Regions from separate parts of the Gossypium hirsutum genome. Here region 2 is linked to region 1. Evidence: chromatin contacts called from public Hi-C data. All regions are on one chromosome and are shown on one strand. Each heading gives the region's core, a stretch centred on a gene start, on an enhancer-like site or on the middle of the called end of the contact. The rest is flanking DNA. Distances are from core to core; before and after follow the strand shown. Region 1 holds the start of LOC107932534 (putative glycosyltransferase 7). Region 2 holds the start of LOC107932601 (growth-regulating factor 1).

Region 1 (4,455 bases), core at 1,163-3,662:
TTATGAAAAGCAAGACCCATCCTTATCGGCCTTTACTTTTTATAATTTTGTGAATTATAAGAGAAGAGTAAAACTCTAACAACAATGTAACTAACGCGACTCGAATACAAATCACATCTAGAACGGTAACTAAATTAAGCATAAGGTCAACACACGAATTTCTTAGCAATTTTTTTTAAAATAAATACTAAATGACATATTAAATGGGTTAGGGTCCAAATTCAAGGTCCAGCTCATATAATTAGATTCATTTAATGCAAATTTCTTTTTAAAAGATATGGAAAATAAAGGCGTCATCAAATCTCGCGCCTTCAGTCATTGGCGATTTTATTTTTTATTTTTTTATAATCCCCTACAGCTCAATTTTTTTTTAGACAAATAGAATTTTCACAAACTATTTATGAAATGTGACTTTTATAAATATATTCATTCAAATTCAATAAATTTTAAAATAATAAAAAAGTACTTAAAATTCTTTTTTATGAAAAACAACAATTTCATTTTGGATAATTATTTTTTTTGTTAGATAATAACATAATAATATATTACATTAAAGTGAACAAAAAAAACCCCAAAACTTTATCTTGTCCAAAAATGTTAATTAACTCTCTCGGCACATATTCAACTACTTGCATACCCTCCTTCTTAGCAGAAGACATTTTGGCTATAAGATCAGCAACTTTTTAGGCACATGCCTTATCACCCAATAATTTTTACTTTGTAGTGCTTGCTGAATTTGTCGAAACAAAGTTGAATTTGAGGATACAGAGTAACCTTCTTAGATAGCTTTAACCACATTAAAACAATTTGTTTGAATCAAAACCTTATCATATCCTGTTTTTTGTAACAAAAGTAAATCATCTTATATGCCCTTCAACTCAATATAAAAAATTGAACAATCTTCCAAATCATGGTTAAACCCATCAGTCTATTCCTTGGACTGGTCTTACACCACAACACCAGCAGAAGCTAACCATGCATTCACATTCCTCGTCCCATCAATATGCAGATAAAAAAAATTACCTGATAATGATTAATTTTGAGTATCAATATGCCTATAAGGTGGTCTATCCTTATGTGAGAACAAGTGAATTTAAAAATTTGATAAAAATATTTAATTAATATTTTAAAAATAAATATCAAATAAGAAATAAAAATATCAAAATAATAATCTTTTTATTTTGGTCTTTGAATTGCAATAATTAAGAAAAATTAAACAGACAATTTAAACGGAAATAACGGGAAGGTTAACGACCCAAATGAAAAACTCCAACGTAGATTCCATGTTTAGTCCAAAGCTGTCGGCAATAATTACACGTGTCAACCTCTCACGTCTTCTCCAACCGCAGTTCACGCTCCTCTTAACTCTTTAAATCTCCTTTTTTTTTCAAGCCAGCGTATTTTAGCATCCCGGCGCACCGAAAAAAGAGACGCCTATTTCACTTTTAAAACAAAGGTCTAATTCAAGTTCTAGTCCCCCTCCTATGATAAAACTAATAATTTAATCTCCTTATTTTAATTTGATATAATTTGACTCATTTACTTTTAGATTATTACTAGTGAGTCCAAAATGACAAAAATATGTATCTTTGTAGCAAAAGCGATGATGCTAAAATTTTATCATTACTTGAAAACCATCCAATCATATTAAATTGATAATAAATTTACATATTTATTAATAAAATATATATATTTTTTACAAAATCTCTTTGATAGTACCAAATATGGGTCTTACCATTTTTGATATATTAATAAATATTATAAATGTTTAATTACGAATTAGTTTCTTAATATGTTGATTAAATCTCAAATTTTAGTATAATATATAAAAAAAATAAAGAGTAAACTATACACAAGGCCATTAAACTATTAGTAAGTTTAAGTTTTGGTCATTTAACTTCAAAAAATTATAAAATTGTCATTGAATTATTTGAAAGTCTTCATTTAAGTCACTGAGCTATTCAAACATTTTTATTTAAGTTATTGGACTGTTAAGGTTTTTTTTTTCAAAATCTGGATAATAAGCTCTAAGAGACAATTTGATGGTGGATTAATACCCATCAACGAGTAGAAGAATATACCTTAAATTTAAGTAGATCTGATAGTCAATATCTCAAAGATCAGATAAGAAATTTTTTTAAATTTTAGTTCGTAAATTTGTAACATTCAAAGCTATTTAAAAAAAAGTTAAATTGTAGAAGAGAAGGGGAAGGAGAGTTTTTGACTCGTGTTGGTAATGTAAACAGAGAAAGTCTTACAATAACGATTTTAAAAGCTTAATGACTTAAATGAAAACTTTTAAATAATTTAGTGACTATTTTTTAATTTTTTGAATTTCTTACACGGAGTTTACCCAAAAACAGAACAGTGAGAACTGAGCCTAAAGCTAAAAACACTAAAAACGATGTCAGTCCACTCTTTCGTCTTCTTTAATCCCACAATCAAATTTGGACATCCCAAATTTTGTCTTTTTGTTTTTAATTTTCCATGTCTTTCTTCTCTGTTAAACAACCTTAGAAACTCATTTCCTTAATTACCAAACATTAAAAAAAAAACCTTATTTTTAAACAACAAAAGAAAATGGTGTCTCCTGAGTTTTCTCTTTCGCAGTTTTCTCCAATGGCGAAACCTCGAAACCGGTCGTTTTGGTGTCTGTCCGATAGTTTCCTTTACTGCGGCGGTGTCTTTTTAGCTATCTTATTAGTATGTTCATTTTGGTCGTTTTTCACACCGACCCTCAACTTCAGCTCCGCCATTACCGACCCGTCGTCTGCGGTCAGCTGTAAGGAAAGTGGGTTCGGAGTTAACTTAAAATCCGACCCGAAAGGCCTGACCTTTTACGACGACCCAGAGCTGAGTTACTCCATTGAAAAGCCGGTGAAAAACTGGGACGAAAAACGGAAACAATGGCTAAACCATCACCCATCGTTCGCCGCCGGCGCAAGTGAAAGAATCGTCGTCGTAACTGGGTCACAACCGAAACCATGTAAGAACCCCATCGGCGACCATTTACTATTACGTTCCTTTAAAAACAAAGTAGATTACTGTAGAATCCATGGATACGATATTTTTTACAACAACTTGTTATTACACCCGAAAATGGGGTCTTATTGGGCGAAATTACCAGTCGTTAAAGCAGCCATGTTGACTCACCCTGAAGCTGAGTGGATCTGGTGGGTTGACTCGGACGCGTTGTTTACAGACATGGAGTTTAAGTTACCTTTACAAAGGTATAAAAACCATAACTTGGTCGTCCATGGTTGGCCTGAGTTGATTTACGATAAAAAGAGTTGGACCAGTTTGAATGCTGGGGTTTTTTTGATAAGAAACTGTCAATGGTCAATGGATTTGATTGAAACATGGTCTAATATGGGACCAATTAGCAAAGATTACAAAAAATGGGGTGAAATTCAGCGATCAACGTTCAAAGACAAGCTTTTCCCTGAGTCAGATGATCAAACGGCTTTGATTTACTTGTTATATAAACACAAAGAGAAATATTATGATCATATATATCTAGAAGGTGAGTTTTATTTTGAAGGATATTGGGTTGAGATCTTTGGAAGGTACGAAAACACAACGGAGATGTACTTAGCGATCGAGAGAGGGACGGCGGAGTTAAGAAGGCGACATGCAGAGAAAGTTAGTGAACAATACGGCGCGTTTAGAGAAGAGTACTTGAAAAGTGCTGGAAATGGTAAAGGGAGTTGGAGGAGACCATTGATCACACATTTTACAGGGTGTCAACCTTGTAATGGTGATCATAATAAGATGTATGATGGTGAATCATGTTGGAATGGGATGGTTAAAGCTTTGAACTTTGCTGATAATCAGGTTTTGAGGAAGTATGGGTTCATACACCCTGATTTACTAGATTCCTCCATTGTTAGTGAAGTTCCTTTTGATTACCCTGCTGATGAAGGACCATGGTGAAAAAAAGCATAAAAGGTATGGGTTCTTATTGAAATTTAAGAAAGTTTTAACAATGCATGTGATTTAGTGTTTGCTTTTCATTATCTTGCTTTGAAAGTGTTTGAAGTAATGCATGATTGAAGGATTAATTATATTTGTTTTACTTTTATGATGGAGCAATGATGTTGGTGTTTTGGGGTAGGTCGGGGACTTTAGTGGGGGGTTTAGGGGGGATTAAAGGGTGTTTTTGAGTGGTACTTTTTGACTAAATTTATGGGGGCTTTTTTGCAAGCATGCAAGAAACTAACAAAATTCTCTTGTTCCCTTTGGCAAATGAATGGAATCATTTGTCAACTAGTTCTAAGGTTTGGTTTGGTAGGAACCTATTAAGAAATTCTTTTGAATTAGGTAGAATTTTTATGTTACCTATCTGGGGAGTTCATATATTGGTGGGTTTTATTATCGTGGTTAAAATATGATTTAGGTCCTTATACTTTTTTACATATTTCAAATTTAGTCCCTCTATATTCTGTTTGGTTTATA
Region 2 (4,082 bases), core at 1,446-3,945, 210 kb after region 1:
CTGCTATTCGAAAGTGAACTGAAAGGCGTGTTCTGCAATTGTATGCGGTTGCCATCCAACCCTTCCGATAAGAAGGTAAGTGTCGATGAGTTCTGGCAGCTACCTGCGTTGTTCGTCGTGTTGTTTAAGATCTCTCCTAATGGACCTCCCATTGAACCTCCCCAAGATATTGGTATCCAGTTAGGTTGCCTTTTGGTTTGTTCAGTGATGTCATTGTTCACTCCTAAACCCATTTGGATCTGATCGAACTCCTGAACTAACCTAAGAGATGAAAGGTCGAGTTTCTCTTTCACTGGTGAGGACAAGGTTGATGAGAACTCTGATGTTACCATAGGAATAGACATCGAGAGTTGAGTCCAGTCAGGTTTTAACTCATTTGGCCAAGTAACAATAGAACGACTAGACTGATCCTTGGGCCAGTTATCAATGAATTGGTGAGGCGGTGTTTGATCTTGTGTTTCTTGACCAGTGAAGTCTAGGAACAGACCATGACCATACTCCTTAGAGTTCATGTAATAGCTTTTATGCGACGGATTGACAAGAGAATCGGAAGCAACATGTCCAAAATCCGATAGAGATGATTCTACAAACGGAACACCTTGTTTTGTAATGGTGAATGTGGTGGAGTCATCAGATTTCAGGTTGGTGGTGGAAGACAACACCGAAAACCCCCGTTGATCTTGTATTCTGCCACGAATAAATCATAACCGCAATGAACAAAATGAAAGATCCCAACAAAAAAAAAAGAGTTAAATCCAAGCCTATACAACCGAGTGACCAAGGTACCTAGCAAGGAGAATCCTAAGTCCCAACTACAAGTGTGGCCAATGTCACCAAAAGTAAAGATGGCACAATAGGGTCCTACTTTAAAGTAAAGAGAAAGGAACAGAAAAATATATGTATACAAACAGTTAAAGCATAATCATTATTAATATCAATGTAAGCAAGTAAAGCAACCTCAAAAGCATAAAGCAAGTTTTTTACCTGTTCACAAGGGTGTCTGAAGAAGGATCAGCAGCACCAGACCGGTGCTGCAGTGCAATTGCGAGACTATTGGCTGCACCACCACTGGTTTTTGCCGATGCCAACATAGAGGAAGACATCGACTCCACCTTTGAATTAGTGGCAGTGTGGCCGGTCTGGCCTTCCACAGGCTTTCTTGAACGATGGCGGCCCCTGTTTATATGCCTTTCACAATACTTTTGATCAGCAACGGCATCCCGGGAGCAACGCCATTTCTTTCCATCCGTTCGACGACACCTCCCTGGCTCAGGATCGGTGCTGCCAGTATACCGCAGATGGAAAGAACCCCATCCCACTACATAAAAGCCACACAATGATCAATGATGAAGACAAAGCAAGCAAAAAATTACTTTATAGCTAAAAATCACCTTTTTTTTTCATTTGTGATACCTATAGCTTTGGATAAAACTTTCTACAAAACATAAACAGATCACTCTGCACAAAACTGTTCGTTTATGCACCAAACAAGATAAGAACTTTACATGAATTATAAGGCAAGGATCCAACAGATGAACTGGTGAAGCCATAGGGGTAAAGGGATTTCTTCAAAGGAGTGAGCAAATTAGAAGGTACAGGCACATTAGACATGATGTATTTGTAGATCAATGCCTGGTGTTGTAGCTCAATCCATTGAGATGGAGTTAAAACCCCATGCATGGTTGCATTAAGGTTTCCACTACCATATCCTGAAACAAAACATTTAAGGGTTATAATCACTTGTCTGCAACATTTACTGTTTGCTACATATGTCCATTGTCCTTATTTTGCCAACTATTTTAATAATGTCAATGAACCCAATAGCAAGAAATGTTGGGATTAAGAATAAAGTAAGTGCCTATGAAAAGACCTTCACAATCACATTGAAACAAATATGCTTAAACCCTTTAAACAAACCCCATTTTAATGAACAAAATCATATCACCAAGTACCAATTTTTTTTCTTTTACCTAAAAAATAAAAAACATAAACTTTCAAACACATTACCTGCATTTCTAGTATACATAGAGAAGTCGTTGCTTTGTGTAGTTTTCTCCATAAAGTTACCATCTTTTCTGATAAAAGGAAGTTCAGATTTGAGTGAAGAGAAGCTAATCATATGATCTTGTTGTTGTTGGGGAGTTTCATTAGATCTCAACAAAGGAATGCCTTGGTGCAATGGCATTGTCTTCGGTACCTTACAACTTTTCCAGTGATCTTCTTCTTCAGCTGAATCAGAGGATCTTTCTTGCTTGGTAAACCCGGATCCGAAAAGCTTAGGCTTGGACTCAACTGGTGGAGATGGAGATGGAGATGGAGATGGAGATGGAGATGGAGCTCCATTATTAGGACCCACAATACCATCCAAACCCAGAACCCCAAAATCCATATAGAACCAATAAACAAAAACAGGGCTCTAAAAAGCATGAGTTGTTGTTGATGATGATGATGACATGGAAGGGTTGAAAGTTGAAGCTTTGGATAAAAACAAGTGTTTGAAGACAGAGAAAGAGAGGAGCATCTTTAAAAGGACAAAGGTGTTATGTTTTGGGTTTTTTCTTTCACTGTTTCAGATCAGATTTTTTTTGGGGGGGGGGGGTTCATCTTTGTAATGGAAGTATCACAATTTTAGAGACTATGAGCAAAAACTATATAAAAAAAAGGGAGCAAACAAGGGTATAATATAGTACCACACTACGCCAATATATCCCAGACATGTTAGCACATATTTATCCATGGTTTTTCTTTTAAAGTGAAAAAAAAAAAAGCATCCGTTGCTTTCAAGGAAAGGTCAAAGTTACAAAATTCTCCTTGTTCTAAGAGCTCTTCCTTCTTTTCGAGTTTATTTTTTATATTAGTTTTTTTTTGAGATATTTGGTTTTTCTTCTCAATAATATAAGAGTGTAATATGATTTAACACTATAACCCATATTTTTGTTGAGTTTAGTTCATTGCATAATGGTTAAACCTTTCAAGATTAACCTTAATAAAAGTATATAAATAAAAGCTTTTCACACATTTCAATCCAGTTTAGACTAAAACACATGATAATTAAATCAAATATTACTTGAAAAGAAAAAGATAATAATAAAAACATAATTTGAAACTTAGAGGCCCAATATGATTTTAAAGTCAAATTTTAAAATTAATTAATTTAGCCCATACCCATACATATATAGAATGAAGAATGATTTTCTTTTAACTTACTTATTGGCATACATCGAAAAAGAGATAGCTAGAGATTTTTCAACAGATTCTAACATTGATGAGTTCGATCTTATGAAAAATGGAATGTACAATTTAGGATGCTTAGTATTGAGAAATAGGACTAAGGCCAAGTTCTTTTTAATTTAATTTTTGGAATTATAATGATATTTATGAAATTTTTAGCATAGTATTAGTTATTCTTTTTTGCATATTGGAAAGAAATATTTAATTTTATACTGCGTGATTTTTTTCTTTTAATTTTTTATAGTTAAATCTTTCATACTTTTTAAAAAATATTAAATTGATTTGTTTGATAAGAAAAAAAATATCTGAAAAAAATTGACACTTTTTTATGTTAAAAAAAGGTGGTTCAGATTTAGAAATTTCACCCTCTTTAGAGTAGAATTTTGGATCCGTCCCTAATGACTAAGCTTATTGAAAGACTTGATTGATACTTTAAAATTCAATTAAAAGATTTTAAATTTAAGAACCAATTTAAATTTTAAATCTTAATTTGAGGACATATTGTGAAATTAATTTTTTTAATTACGACTTAAATCCATTATGCATCTGTTTTTTTTAATTATTATGATTTAGTTATTTGTAATTTTAATGATACATGTGAATTTTTTTAAAAAAAATAATTAAATTAGGCTTTTTACTTTTGTTATATATATATTCTTAAATCTATAATTTATTTTAAGGAATTTAGTAACTACCGTTTAGATTAGTACTAAATTTTCAAAATTCAAAAAGTAAAAAAGAAAAAGAAAAAGATTAAATTAGAGTAGAATGATTAACTTGACAACTTTTGTATGATAAAAAACTACCAATAAAATTTAACCTACTCAATGTAATAATAAAGAAATATCAAC

The links. A called contact is a pair of places that touch in the nucleus more often than the background predicts.
Region 2: a Hi-C map of leaf shows a contact between it and region 1, with 1.8 times the contacts expected there. The contact joins the promoter of LOC107932601 here to the promoter of LOC107932534 in region 1. A contact is called at or near these places in 2 of 34 Hi-C or Micro-C datasets (both in leaf).

The regions. Positions count from the first base shown.
Region 1 is chrD03:3,068,786-3,073,240 of Gossypium_hirsutum_v2.1, forward strand. It overlaps LOC107932534 (putative glycosyltransferase 7), which reads left to right and starts at 2,413. Exons shown (of 2, transcript XM_016864575.2): 1 at 2,413-3,948. The coding sequence starts at 2,581. The coding sequence ends at 3,933.
Region 2 is chrD03:3,276,612-3,280,693 of Gossypium_hirsutum_v2.1, forward strand. LOC107932601 (growth-regulating factor 1) reads right to left here and starts at 2,696. Exons shown (of 4, transcript XM_016864659.2): 1 at 2,008-2,696; 2 at 1,506-1,709; 3 at 985-1,318; 4 at 1-687. The coding sequence starts at 2,389.